Linked DNA regions of Mus musculus: region 2 is linked to region 1. The links are chromatin contacts, called in public Hi-C maps. All regions are on one chromosome and are shown on one strand. The core of a region is the stretch at or near the end of the contact, and the rest is flanking DNA. Distances in the headings are between cores, read along the strand shown. Region 1 holds the start of Pnpla6 (patatin-like phospholipase domain containing 6). Region 2 overlaps Arhgef18 (rho/rac guanine nucleotide exchange factor (GEF) 18).

Region 1 (6,416 bases), core at 715-3,214:
CATTTACTTATTTAGGGGTGAGAGGAGGTTGTGCACAGCACAGTGTGTTTGGAAATTAGAGACGACTTGTGGAAATCAGCTCTCTTCGTCCACCATGTGGAGTCATCAGGTTTGATGGCAAAACTTTTATTTCCCCTCTGAACCTTCTCACATGTCTGTTAAGATCTTTCCTTTGAGAGTGAGCTTGAACGTCTGCCCAGTGTCCACCACCTGAGAGCTGGGCTTATAGATAGATGCATACTATCACCTCCATTGTATGTGGTCCTGGGGGTAGCAATCAGGACTTCCTGCATACTATGCAGTCACTCTACCAGCTGAGACACACATTCAGCTTAGGGGCTTTTTCAAGACCACCCTAATACCCAACTACAGCAGGGACAACAGGGTCCCCCTGTACAACCCTCCATGTTTCCTCTATACCTATTGCTACTTGCTGTCCATACACAGACCATTCATATTCCTCACTATCACTAGATAGACAATGACCACTTGATTCTCCTTGATACCCAGCCCCCCAGACTCCTTACAAGATGTTTGCTGGGTAAATTCTGCCTCCCTGCTACCCCACAGTCCTCTGTGCTCTCATCTAGGAAACTACAGCCTGCAGGAATGCTACTTCTTCTTTGTACCCTATAAGACACCACACACATACACATGCACACACACACAAGGCAAATATACATAACTATCCAAAAGTCAGTGCAGCTAGGTGGCTGCTTGGGACATTCCCTTCATCTCTTGAGAATTCTAGATTGAGGAGATGGGAGCCCGAGGAAGAGCATACTTGTAGAAAGGAACATCCAAAGACTGGGAGGCAGAAAGGACCTGGAGAAATAGCAGTGGTGCCAGGAAGTCACAGGGAGAATGTTCGGGGACTCTGCCTCATTCTGAGGCACTGGCAGTGGATGTGTGCACTCTTTCCCACATGGATAGAAGCTCTACCACAGGTACATTACTGTCACCCAGGCCCTAAGCAGCCACACTGAGTCTCGCTGCAACACTTGGATATCACGCAGGACCCGTGGATGCAGGAGTTCAGGCCTTATGCCCACTAACTCTTTTACACTGTTCCAGCTGAGATGCTGGGTTACTAAATACCAGTCTAGGCTTCTGGCCCGCAGCAGAAGGCACTGAACCAATGAGCCTGAGACCTGCGGCCACATCCGGGGATAGGGAAGATTTCTACAGTGAAGCAAGCCACAAAGCAAAGGTCCAGAAATGAGACCCAGAGTGGTCACATCAGAGCAACAGCAGGATGTCCAGTTGGCCGGACCTAAAGAGCACTAGAGGTCAGGACCATCTTTCATGCTGAGTTCGGGGAATCGTCTCTTTCCAGCACCCAGGAGGTACTGGCACAGAGAAGAGTGAGCTCCAGGCCTACATCGAGCAGTGCCAGGATAGCCCCACATCTGGCAAGTTCCGTCGTGGCAGTGGCTCAGCTTGTAGCCTTTTCTGCTGCTGTGGAAGGTTGGAGCCCCAGATCTGGGTTGTGGATTGATTAGAGGCTGGGGGAAGAAGTGTGTGCCAGAGAGACTGGGTGCCTCTTTTTTCCATTTCTCTCTTCCAGGGACTCCCCGGAGGACCATTCGCTGCTGGTGAACTGATCCAAGATGATTGCCACTAGACTTTATCCCCATGTACTGCTGGGACCCCAGCTTATTTATTTTTAGAATTTGCTTTAAAAGATCTGCGTCTGACAGGCCTTGTGAGGGCTTGGGCTGATCGAATCGGACACAGGGGAAAGGGAGGGCATGTAGGGCGGCTGTTAAATAAAAGGGAATGTAAATGCGGTGGTCTAATTTGTAACAGGTGAGGCAGCCCTTTCATAAATCGTCAGCTCCTTTAAGAGGCCGCCACACTAGGCATGGCTGGCGCAGTGCGACCTTCCAAGCATGGCGGGAGGCGGGGATGGGGCGTGTCCTGCAGCGGAATAATTTAAAGGTGCCGCGTCTGAGGCAGCGGGCAGAAAACTAGGGGTGTTGGCCGAAGCTGGGTGGACCTGGTTGCAGCTCCTGAATGGTACGAGTTTCCATCGACCGAGCAAAGGTGTCCCTTCGAGGACTGTTAGAGAGCTTCAGCTTTGCCCCGGATCGATTTGTCCTGATTCCGGGTAGGTCCCGACTTTTTGATGCTCCAATACCACCCCACCCCCATTCCTAAGTTCCTTGTCCCGGTGTTTCCGCATCGGTAGTCAGATGCGACCTGGAGTACGGAATGGAAGTAGTCAATCTAACAATTTTCCAGGTAACATCTCAGGGCCCTGCGATCCTTCTAAATTCCCATTAATAATAGTCTAAAGGCATCAGAAAGATCTCCAGCGTCCCAGGAGAGTCCCGGTAGCGTTCCTACCTTCCCCGGTATCTTCCTGGAAGCTCCTAGACTCCTAAGTAGTTATGTGTATCTCCGGATCTCAGTAACTTTCCAGTGCGTCGTTCCTCCTACCCTCCCCCAATTCCGGCGTCCCTGGTTACACATCCTGCATCATTTCACTAATCCCAGGGATGCTCCGCACCGCGAGACCCGGTAACTTTCCTTTTACGTGACAGTTAAATCTCCAAGCCCGAGCCTATAACACTTTGGGAGCTCATCTTACTCCGATGGCCCTAGAGCCCCCTTTTCAATAGATTGCACAGCAGTGCTTCCAGTGCACGCCCCAGCTTCCTTGATGGGCCCAGGCTTGGGTCAGGAGCCCAAAGTCCAATTGTCCCTCAGCCTCCTGGCTTACAGGTCCTGGTTTCTTCTGGAGTGAGACATCGCGTCTTTACAGGGTGTAGGAAGGGGTCTCGCCTAAGGGTTGGTTAATCAAGAGTAGTCAGACATACGGAAGGCCAGGCTAAGGAAGGAACCACTGCCAGAAGAGATCATGGCTTAAGGGCACCTGCCAGCGAGCTGCTGACTGTGGGTGCCAGGACGGCTACCCTTTTGGCCACAGGGTGCAGATGAAAACGTTACGGAGTCTGGTCCGCCTTATGCATAAGTGAAGTAGGACAAAGAGCTGGGGGCTGGTCTCATCCCTTGATCTGGGCGGGGAAATCAACTTGCCCCTATCCTTCTGTCTAGCAGTACCCCTCTAGACGCTCTCACCCCAACCCCGGCGAATGGAGGAGTCACTCCAGCCAAAGGTATCTAGGGGGCGTGGCTTGTGAGACGAGCTAGGGGTAAGGAGCCTGTAGGCGCTGCTGGGTAGGCTTGATTGACATCTTGTTCTGGTCCCTTTTGCTCCTCGATTTCCAGGACTGCAGGCTACAAGACCTGCTACCTAGTCCGAAACAATCGATGGAGGCCCCACTGCAAACCGGAATGGTAAGAGTTGGGGAATTTTTGTACCGGACTACAACTCCCGGCGGTCTTGCCGTGCACCACGCGATTCTCTCTCCGAGAACCAGGCATGTGCAGGTGAAACTACGTTTCCCGGCATGCATAGCGGGAGACCTAGTCTCTCGGAAGGCTTAGTTGCTCCCCCCACGTAGGGGGATGGGAAGGAAACCGCATTGACCCATTCTGCAGATGGGGACACCGAGTCACGAACTGAATACAACCTCCTCCGGGGCAGAGGTGATTCAAAAGACCCTGGAGGAGGGCTTGGGGAGACGGATATGCGTTGCCCAGCCTGTGCCGTTCGTTCCGCAGGTGCTGGGCGTGATGATCGGGGCCGGAGTGGCGGTGCTGGTCACCGCCGTGCTCATCCTCTTGGTGGTGCGAAGGCTGCGGGTGCAGAGTGAGGATTCGGGGGGAACCTTTGAGGGAATACTATAGGGATGGAGGGGAAGCTGCAAAACCTGGAGAAACCAAGCGGCTGGGGTGGGGATTTGTTGAAGCCTGCGTGGAGCTCAAAGCACCATCTTCCCTCCACCCCCTTCCCCGTCCCCAATCCCCAGAAACTCCAGCCCCGGAGGGTCCCCGGTATCGGTTCCGGAAGCGGGACAAAGTGCTTTTCTATGGCCGGAAGATTATGCGGAAGGTGAGTTCCAAGACCTACTGCTGGTCTGGCTGACCACAGCAGCCCAGCCCTTTCCTATTTACACGTTAGTGACCCTCTCTGCCTTCTTAGATCTCCTTAGAGCTCTCCTTCCTCTCCCTCCAATTGACTCAATATTCTAAATTCTCCCAGGTGTCACAGTCCACTTCTTCCCTGGTGGACACATCAGTCTCCACCACTTCCCGGCCCCGCATGAAGAAGAAACTGAAGATGCTTAACATTGCCAAGAAGTAAGGCAGACTCTGAGTGTATTGGGTATGAGACGGGTCAGCTCACACCGGAGTTTTTGCATTTCTAAGTTCTTGAAACATACTGATTGTCTGGGAAATATTCCCATAGTAGAGGGACATCTCAAGGCCCTCAGTTGGCAGGGGCTATCTCAGGGTTCTGCCATCTCAGACATGACACTTCCGGTGTGGGCGTGCTGGTCGCTTAAGGCTTGTCTCATAATGTTTCCCAGTTTCTGGAAGCTATCTGCCGTATATTTAGGAATCTACACCTATTGGAGAGTTTATTCAACGCGGCATGTTGCAGTTATCTCAGATATTTGCATGACTAGGTGGAGGGGCTGTTTCGAAATTCTGTTCTCCAGGGAAATCATTCTATCCACACAGGAAAGCATCTCTCTTGGAGTTGTCTGTGTTGTTCACCCTGTATAGTTCTTTGCCCTGTGGGGGCTAGCTCACATAGTGTGTGTGTGTGTGTGTGTGTGTGTGTTGTTGTTGTTGTTGTTGTTGTTGTTGTTGTTGTGTGTTGTTGTCATCGTCGTCATTGTTGTTATTTGCTTGGGTTTGTTTTGATTTTGGGCTTCAAGTCCTCCTTCATGTTGGGATTATAGGTATGTGTCAGTATGCCTAGTTTATATGATCCTGAGGATTAAATTCAAGGCTTTTTGCATGCCAGGCAATCATGCTGCTAACTGAGCCACATCCCTATTCATTCACTCATTTTTTGCAGAAAGCATTCTGCCACTGAACTATCACTAACCCCTACTTTACTTGAATTTTTTATTACTTAGAATGTATTTACTGTGTATGTGTTTGTATGTGGGCATGTACTCTTTTTGTTGTTGTTGTTTTGTTTTGTTTTTCGAGACAGGGTTTCTCTGTATAGCCCTGGCTGTCCTGGAACTCACTTTGTAGACCAGGCTGGCCTCAAACTCAGAAATCCGCCTGCCTCTGCCTCCTGAGGGCTGGGATAAAAGGCGAGCGTCACCACGCCCTGCTTGGCATCTCCTAGCATGTGCATGGCAGTTGGCTCTCTCCTTCCACTGTGTGGATGTCAGATTGAACTCAGTTTGTCATGCTTGGGAGAAAGTACCTTTACCCACAAGCCATTTTGCTGGCTCTACTGTTTTGTTTTTCCAATTTATTTAACTTACTTTGCAGTATACAGTGTTAAACTCAGAGACTGACCATGGTAGGCAGACGTTTTTGCCAGTGAGCTAAACTTAAGCCCTATATTATTTTTTTGAGACAAGGTCTTGCTTAGTTATCCAGGTTGGCCTTGAACTTTCTCTATAGCCCAGGCAGGCTTTGAACGTGTGATTCTTCTTTCTCAGCTTCCTGGGTAACTGGAATGACAGCCTATGCCCGTCATGCTTCCCTTTTTAAGAATTCCTTTGTGTGCCAGTAAGATGGCACAGTGGTTAAACACACTTGCTATCAAGCCTGGAGATATGAGCTCCATCTCTAGGACCCATATGGGGAAAGGAGAAAACTTACCTTCAAGTTGTCCTCTGACCTGCACAACACACACACATACACACACACTAGATAAACAGATATAAATTTGAATTTTTAAGAAAATAATTCCTGGGGCTGGTGAGATGGCTCAGGGGTTGAGAGCACCGACTGCTCTTCCGAAGGTCGTGAGTTCAAATCCCAGCAACCACATGGTGGCTCACAACCATCCATAACAAGATCTGACGGCCTCTTCTGGAGTGTCTGAAGATAGCTACAGTGTACTCATATATAATAAAATAAAATAAATAAATCTAAAAAAAAAAGGAAAGAAAATAATTCCTTTGCATTAGAAACTTAGGAACATTATCTCAGATGTTTATCAGTGTCTTTGAGAAGGCTCTTCCAGGGATCTCTGTAAGTTAAGAGATGGTTCTGGGATCTTCTTGCATCATGAGGTCTACCCTAAGGTCTTTTTCAAGAGTGTATTTATCACAGACCTTTTTATGATTTTGGTAGAAAGACTGTTGGTAAACTATTTGCTTTGCAAATATCAGTATCTGGGGCTAATCTTGAGAACCATATTTAGGAAAATATCTGGGTATGATAGCTTACTTGCCATCTCAGCCCTGGGGAGCTGGACACAGGCAGATCCCTGGGTCTCACTGACTGGCCAGCAGTGAGTTCCACACCACGGAGAGACCCTGTCTCAAACAGATAAGGTAGAGAGCATCTGAGCACTCACACACATACAG
Region 2 (6,916 bases), core at 1,107-3,606, 140 kb before region 1:
GTGTGTGTGTGTGTGTGTGTGTGTGTGTGTGTTGCTGTGTATTTGTGTGTTGCTGTGTATGTGTGTGTTGGTGTGTGTTGGTGTGTGTATGTGTGTTGGTATGTGTGTGTATGTGTGTGTTGGTGTGTGTTGGTGTGTATATGTGTGTTGGTATGTGTGTGTGTGTTGGTGTGTGTGTGTGTGTTGGGGAGTGTGTTGGGGGGTGTGTATTGGGGTATGCATGTGTTCACAGATGTAAGTCCAAGTTTGATGGTGGATGTCTTTCTCAATCACTCAAACCTTATACATTGAGGCAGGATATCTCATTGAACCTGGAGCTAACCATCTTGCTCTGGGGATTTCCTGTCTCTGCCTCCCATACACTTGGATTATAGTGGGGCTGCCCCACCCACCTATCCTGCTTTCAGATGGATTCTGAGAGTCTGAACTCTGGTTCTTACACTGTGCCTTCTCCCAACTGCCCTGTGTGCTTGTTTCTATAAGGCAGGGAGGGTCTCCTGTAGCCCAGGCTGTCTCAAACTCACTAACTAACCAAAGATGACCTTGAAATACTAATCTTCCTGCACCTCTCTGGTGCTGAGATTTTAGGCATGTACCACCAGACAGAACTGTGTATATGTGTGGTTTGGCTGATACATAGTCTCATATGAGCTACCTCACCTGGCTTGATTTTACATCTGTATAAACATGTCTGGGTATGTGTGGATGTGCGTCCATGCCAGAGGTCAGAGCTGAGGATACTTCTCAATTTTCTCCATCTTACTTTTTGAGACAGGGTCTGTCACTGGAGCTGAAGTTCATGTATTCGGGGAACTTGATGGTTACCTCTTATCCCTGCCCTCCCCAGTCAATGAAGTTACAGAAGGAGCCACCACATTGTGACTTTTATGTGACTGTTGGGAATCAAATTAGGTTCTCATCCTTGTTGGGAGAGCAATTTACCTACCAGGCTGTCTCCCCAGCCCCGATTTTGGACTTTTCCAGTTTGGGAATATTTGTGTAAACCTAATAAGATAATTTGGGAATGAAACCCTGTCTGAACATTAGATTCACTGATGTTTCATGTATACTTAATACACATGGCCTAAAGGTATTTCATATGCTACTCTTTATCTCTGTATTTGTTTGTGTTGTGGGTGTGTGGCATGGGGTGAGAGGGTACTTTTAAATTAAGCCTATTTATGTAGAAGTTTGTGCACATGAGTGCAGTGACCACAGAGGCCAGCAGGGGGCAAGAGATCACCTGGAGCTGAAGTCACTGGCTATTGTACATTATGTGCAGTTATATTCCATATGTGCATATGGGCCATAGGGGTGATGAGAACAGAATCACCTTCTACAACAGCAATGCTTGCTTTTCACTGCTGATATATCCAACCTGTTTTGTTTTGCTCTTTAAATTTTTTCATGGTATTTTTTATTCATTTTGCTCCAGTGCTGCTGCACTTGTGGTTCTCAGGGATTGAACTCATGTCGTTGGGCTAAGGAAGCAAATGCTTTGATCTGCTGAACCATTTTTCTGGTGCCTGATCACTGCATTTTGATTGTCATCTGTCACATGTGGAATTTTCCACCTGCATTTATTACGTCAGGGCTCAACTTTTTTTGGGGGGGAGGGGGGGCCTGCAGGCTTTGGGTTTACAAATCTGCCTTGATTGTTTGCTGTTTGTTTGAAACTAAGATACTTTGTTCCATGGCAAAATAGAAATAGAGACACTGTGCAGTTGAAGTTGTATGGTCTTCAGTGAGCTCTCTCTTCCTAAGAGCTAGTGAAATAAGTAACTAATTACATTTGAAGGTAGTCTGTACCACATAGTAAAGCCTGTCTTCAAACAACACCCAAGAATTGGAGGTGTTTCTCAGAGGTGGGGTCACTCCCTAGAGTTCCCTATGAAGGGATGGGGGTGTGACTCAGTCATAGAAGATTTGCCTAGCATGCTCAAGGGTTTGGGTCTCCCCACCCCCAGCCCCAGCACTGCAAAAAATAAAGTGTATTATGAGACCGCATGTGGTAGCCCAAGAGGAAGCTTGGGATGTCTCTACTTTGAACTCAGCAGAAATTTCGTGGGGGCTGGGGCCAGCCCAAGGCTCCCTGAGTCTGTGGAGCAGGAGCAGAGATTTCTTAGATCTGCTTGCAGGGTGTCAGGCCTGGGACAGTGTTTACCTAGATCTCTGGGAAGGCCCCCAGCGGACGGGTTCCCTCTTTTCTCGCCCAGGGAAATGAGTCTGAAAAAGTTCAAGCTTCCAGCAAAGGAGAGGCCGGGCTTTCCCTCCTTCCAGCGTGCCTGCTGGCTAGGAGCTGGGACAGGCTGTGCTTTCGATTCCCAGAACCCTCCTTCCAAGCTCTGGCCTGGCTCCCACCTCTGCCTGTGATGAGAGAGGCCAGACACTGGAAAAGGCGGGAGCCCAGCACCAGCCCAGAGCTCATCCTGACATGTTTATATTTATGGGGAGATGAAAAGCAGAGATACAAGGAAACCTTATGGGGAAGCAGCAGTGAGAGATGGAAGCCCACGCGAGGTTGTCCATGCATCAGGACCAGGAGTGGAGCAATCCAGGGGATAGGCAAGATCTGAAACAAGACTGCAAGCAAAGCCTTAGGAGAGCAAGGACAGGGTCACTCCGGCCCAGCCACATCCATTCTGTGATTGTTTGACTGAATGAAACCTAGATGTGGCATTTAAGAACAGAGGGAGGAAGAGTGGGCTGGGGAGATGGCTCAGTTTTAAAGCACTTGCTTCACAAATATGAAGCCCAGAATTCAGATCCTCAGGACCCACATAAAAAAAAAAAAAAAAAAAAAAAAGACGCATGGTGGTGTATGTCTCTAACTCCAGCCCTTGCAGAGGGAAATCACAGGGCTAACTGTCCAACCAGCCAAAACAATATAAGTTCTAGGTTCAGTGACAGACCCTGTGTCAACACACACACATGCACACGCACACTGCTAGCTTCATGATAGAGTGCTCAGCTACCCCCTTAAAGCTCAGAGAACCACTATGACATGTAGACATTTTGCCTCTGGGTATACACATAAAAGAACTGAAAGGAAGGTCAGCAAGAGTGCTCAGTAGGTAAGGGAGCTTGCCACCAAACCCTGACAACCTGAATTCCACTTCCAGGACTCACATGGTAGAAGGAGAGAGCAGACTTCTACAAGTTGTCCTCTGATGTAGGAACAAACAAATAAATGGAGAGAGAGAGAGAGAGAGAGAGAGAGAGAGAGAGAGAGAGAGAGAGAGAGAGAGAGAATAATTGAAAGTGGGGCCGGTGGCCAGTTGAGAAACTGCATGTCTGTAGTCGCAGTACAGAAGTCAGGAGACCTGAGGTTTGCAAGTCTGAGGCTAGTGAGTTCCCATCACCCAGAGCAGTCCAGCAGAGCTGGACTGAGAAACAAAGCAAGCAAAACACTGAACACAGATCACAAATAGACACCTGTGAGTGTGATCCAGCCTTTCCTCAGCCATGACTCACAATAGCTAAAAGACAAATAAACACAATGTAACGTGGGCTGCAGAGATGGCTCAGTTGGTAAAGTCCTTGCTATGCAAGCGCCAGGGCCTGAGATCATATACCAGGAGCCTTCGTAAAACAGAATAGCCTGGAGTTAGTTGCAGCACAAGCTGGTAATCCCAGTGTTGGAGGGGGAGAGACAGACAGATCCCTATGGATCACTGTGTCCAACTAACATGGACAAATGGATGCATTTCAGGCCTGACAGACCGTTTCTCAAAAACCAAGGTGGATGGTACCTACAATGGTTATTTTTGATTGTTGAGTTGACACAATGTAGACACATCTGGGAATAAAGTCTCCATCAAGGATTGCCTACAGTGGGTTAGCCTGTGGGCATGTCTAAGGGGCTTCCTCTGATCGTATTTGCTGAAAAGGAAAGGCTCAACCGACTGTGGGTGATGCCATTCCTTAGGACTATAAGCCAAATAAACTCTCTCCCTGAACTTGATTTAGACACATAGTGTTAGACATTTAGTATTTTATCACAGCAACAAGATAAGACCCTGAGGAAAACTGACTAAAGTTGACCCTCTGACCTTTATTTACATGCACATACACTATGCAATGTTCCTCCACATACCAGTACACAAACACACATACACCTACACATATGTGTGAGTGCATGAGTGCACACACATACACACACACACACACGAGTGAAATGTAGCCTATGCATACATCTGTGACTCTGACTAAAAAGCATAGAGATCCAGCATGGCTGCCTTTGGGGAAAGTGAAACCTTGAATCCCAGGCTAGGCATATGTCTCAGTCACTCTTCTATTGCTGTGAAGAGAAACCAAGACCAAGGAAACTCTTATAAAAGAAAGCATTTAACTGGAGGCTTATTTACAATTTCAGAGGTTTCCTCCATTGTAATCCTGGCAATATTTAGGCAGATGCTGGAGCAGTAGCTGAGAGCTACATCATGACCTATAGGCAGAGAGAGAGAGAGAGAGAGAGAGAGAGAGAGAGAGAGAGAGAGAGAGAGAGAGAGATTGATTCTAGGCTTGTCATGGGGTTTTAAAATCTCAAATCCCAGGCTGGAGAGATGGCTCAGCAGTTAAGAGTACTGACTGCTCTTCTGAAGGTCCTGAGTTCAAATCCCAGAAACCACATGGTGGCTCACAACCATCCATAATGACATCTGATGCCCTCTTCTGGGGTGTCTGAAGACAGATACACTGTATTATATATAATAAATAAATAAATCTTTAAAAAAAAAGCCAGGAAGTGGTGGCACATGCCTTTAATCCCAGCTCCTAGCACTTGGGAGTCAGAGGCAGGTGGATTTCTGAATTCAAGGTCAGCCTAGTCTGCAGAGTGAGCTTCAGGACAGCCAGGGCTACACAGAGAAATCCTGTCTCGAAAAACAAAAACAAAAACAAAAACAAAAAAAAAAGAGAAGAGAAGAGAAGAGAAGAGAAGAGAAGAGAAGAGAAGAGAAGAGAAGATATCTCAAAGCCCACCCCACAGAACACATCCCTGCCAACAAGGCCACACCTCATAATCCTTTTAATCCTTTCAAATAATGTCCTCCCTGGTGACTAACCATTTAAATATATGACCCTATGGGGGTATTCTTATTCTAACCACGATAATCCACTCCCCATACTTATATCATGTTTACAGCAACATGTATTAAGTTCATCTTCAAAAGTCTCCATAATCTATCACAGTCTCAACATTGTTTAAAAGTCCAAAGTCTCTACTAAAACTCGTGATACTGTACCCTCCTGTAAAATCAAAACCAAAAAGCAGGTCACATTCTTCCAATATACAATGGCACAGAATATACATTAGCATTCCAAAACGTGAGCATAGTGAAGAAATGGTGGACTAAAGAAAGACTGAAAACCTTTCTTACTCAAACCACAGCATGCCACTGGAGAGATGAGTTCCCATTGGACAGGAGGTAGATAAGCCCATCTGTGTGTTAAGGAGTGGGAAGTTGAGTCCAGGAGATCTCACCTCTGTTACCCCTTAACCAACACCCTCTTTTCCCAACCTACAGGAAGATGGTTTTCTGAGGCACCTCAGCGAGAGCACAGAAGACTTCAGCCTGGATATGGGAGCCCTTCAGGGCAGCGAGTACCTCCGGGATCTAGGCTTAGGGGCCCCTTCTGACCTCCATCAGTCTGAAGTGATTATGGACCCTGAGACCCACAGACAAGAAGCCAGAAGAGAGTCCTCCCACACAAGCTGTGAAGGAGCTTCGGCCCTGCCACAAAGACGCAGCTGGGAGAGGTCCCGGAGCTGCTCAGGGAGCTGTCGAAGGTCAGCCCCCACCACTGTCTACCTTCCAGGTGCCACAAGGAAGGAATCTGGGAATCTGCAGCCAGGTTTCAGGACAGACCACTGTCCTGACTGTTAACCAGCGGTGTGACTTTTGCAGAGGATATACAAACAAGTATCTCTTCACCCCAGAGAGGGCACCAGTAATAGACCAAAGAAATTACCCCTTCCAAGTCCAGCCCAGTGAACCAACTTCATTGGAGTTTACTTACAGGAGTTTGGGTGAGGGGTTACTTACATGGATGTAGATAACTCAAAAGCATTTACATCATGAATACCAACTCTGATTCACAAAAGCTGCAAGGCTGGGGCTTCCTATACAGCTTGCAGTCAGCTACACCAAAGAGTCTCTTCTCCCCTAGAAACTGCATATGAACTTCTCATAAAACCTCAAGTTCTTGAGCTTTCTCATGAGTTTCTGAGGGTGCCTCTTCCCTCCAAATGGGAAGTTTCAATTGGGAAGAAGCATGCGTGAGCATGTATGTGAAGGGTCCTGCACACACAAACACAACATAGAGCCACTGGGGTGTCTATGCTGCTAGAAGCAGCCAAATATGTACTCTCACAAACGTGTGTGTGTGTGTGTAGATTCTCACACATACAAACACATATGTGTGGTATACATAGAAACTACCTGCTTCCCACTTACTGTGTTAAACCCATACATAATGTCCTATAAACAGTGGGATGTCAACACAAAGTTTGCCCACCATCTGCATGCTACAGACTTACAAAGTGATCAAAACACAAATGAGTATTCATCCCCCTGCACACACAAAAGTAGAGGGGCCTCAGTCATCTCCATCCTCCACTGGTGTGCCTCAACTCCTCTCAAGAGGGTTCAAGGTGTAGCTTAATGGTAGAGTGCTTGCCTAGCATGCACAAGGCCCTGGGTCTTACCCTCAATATTGAAAACTGGGGAAAGGAAGGAAGGGAGGGAAAGAGGGAGGGAGAGAGGGAGAGAGGGGGAGGGGGGAGAGGGGGAAGGGAGGGAGGGAGGGAGGGAGGAAGGAAGGAAGGAAGGAAGGAAGGAAGGAAGGAAGGAAGGAAGGAAGGAAGGAAGGAAAAGAAGTAAAAGAAGAAGGAAGAAAGGAAACTCCCACAGAA

Evidence for each region. A called contact is a pair of places that touch in the nucleus more often than the background predicts.
Region 2: a contact with region 1 is called in a Hi-C map of uterus, with 1.7 times the contacts expected there. The contact joins the enhancer-like site here to the promoter of Pnpla6 in region 1. A contact is called at or near these places in 3 of 39 promoter capture datasets (the 3T3-L1 cell line, hippocampal neurons and liver), 2 of 484 Hi-C or Micro-C datasets (CD4 T cells and uterus), 7 of 115 datasets of contacts at active chromatin or transcription factors (bone marrow-derived macrophages, embryonic stem cells and memory CD8 T cells) and 3 of 9 other capture datasets (adipose tissue, liver and pancreatic islet).

What each region holds. Positions count from the first base shown.
Region 1 is chr8:3,513,447-3,519,862 of GRCm38.p6, forward strand. It overlaps Pnpla6 (patatin-like phospholipase domain containing 6), which reads left to right and starts at 1,965. Exons shown (of 35, transcript NM_001122818.3): 1 at 1,965-2,110; 2 at 3,064-3,122; 3 at 3,235-3,303; 4 at 3,631-3,718; 5 at 3,879-3,961; 6 at 4,112-4,209. The coding sequence starts at 3,099. Mcoln1 (mucolipin 1) reads left to right here. Exons shown (of 14, transcript NM_053177.1): 13 at 1,337-1,467; 14 at 1,568-1,786. The coding sequence ends at 1,604.
Region 2 is chr8:3,374,730-3,381,645 of GRCm38.p6, forward strand. Arhgef18 (rho/rac guanine nucleotide exchange factor (GEF) 18) reads left to right here. Exons shown (of 29, transcript NM_001370668.1): 3 at 5,529-5,791. Among named protein-coding and RNA genes, the nearest start is that of Gm30369, 22 kb to the left of the region's middle. Within about 2 kb of position 2,357, at least 21 of the 459 cell types and tissues checked have an H3K27ac peak or open chromatin away from gene starts, as enhancers often do. A contact at or near this core is called in adipose tissue and uterus, where this site is marked.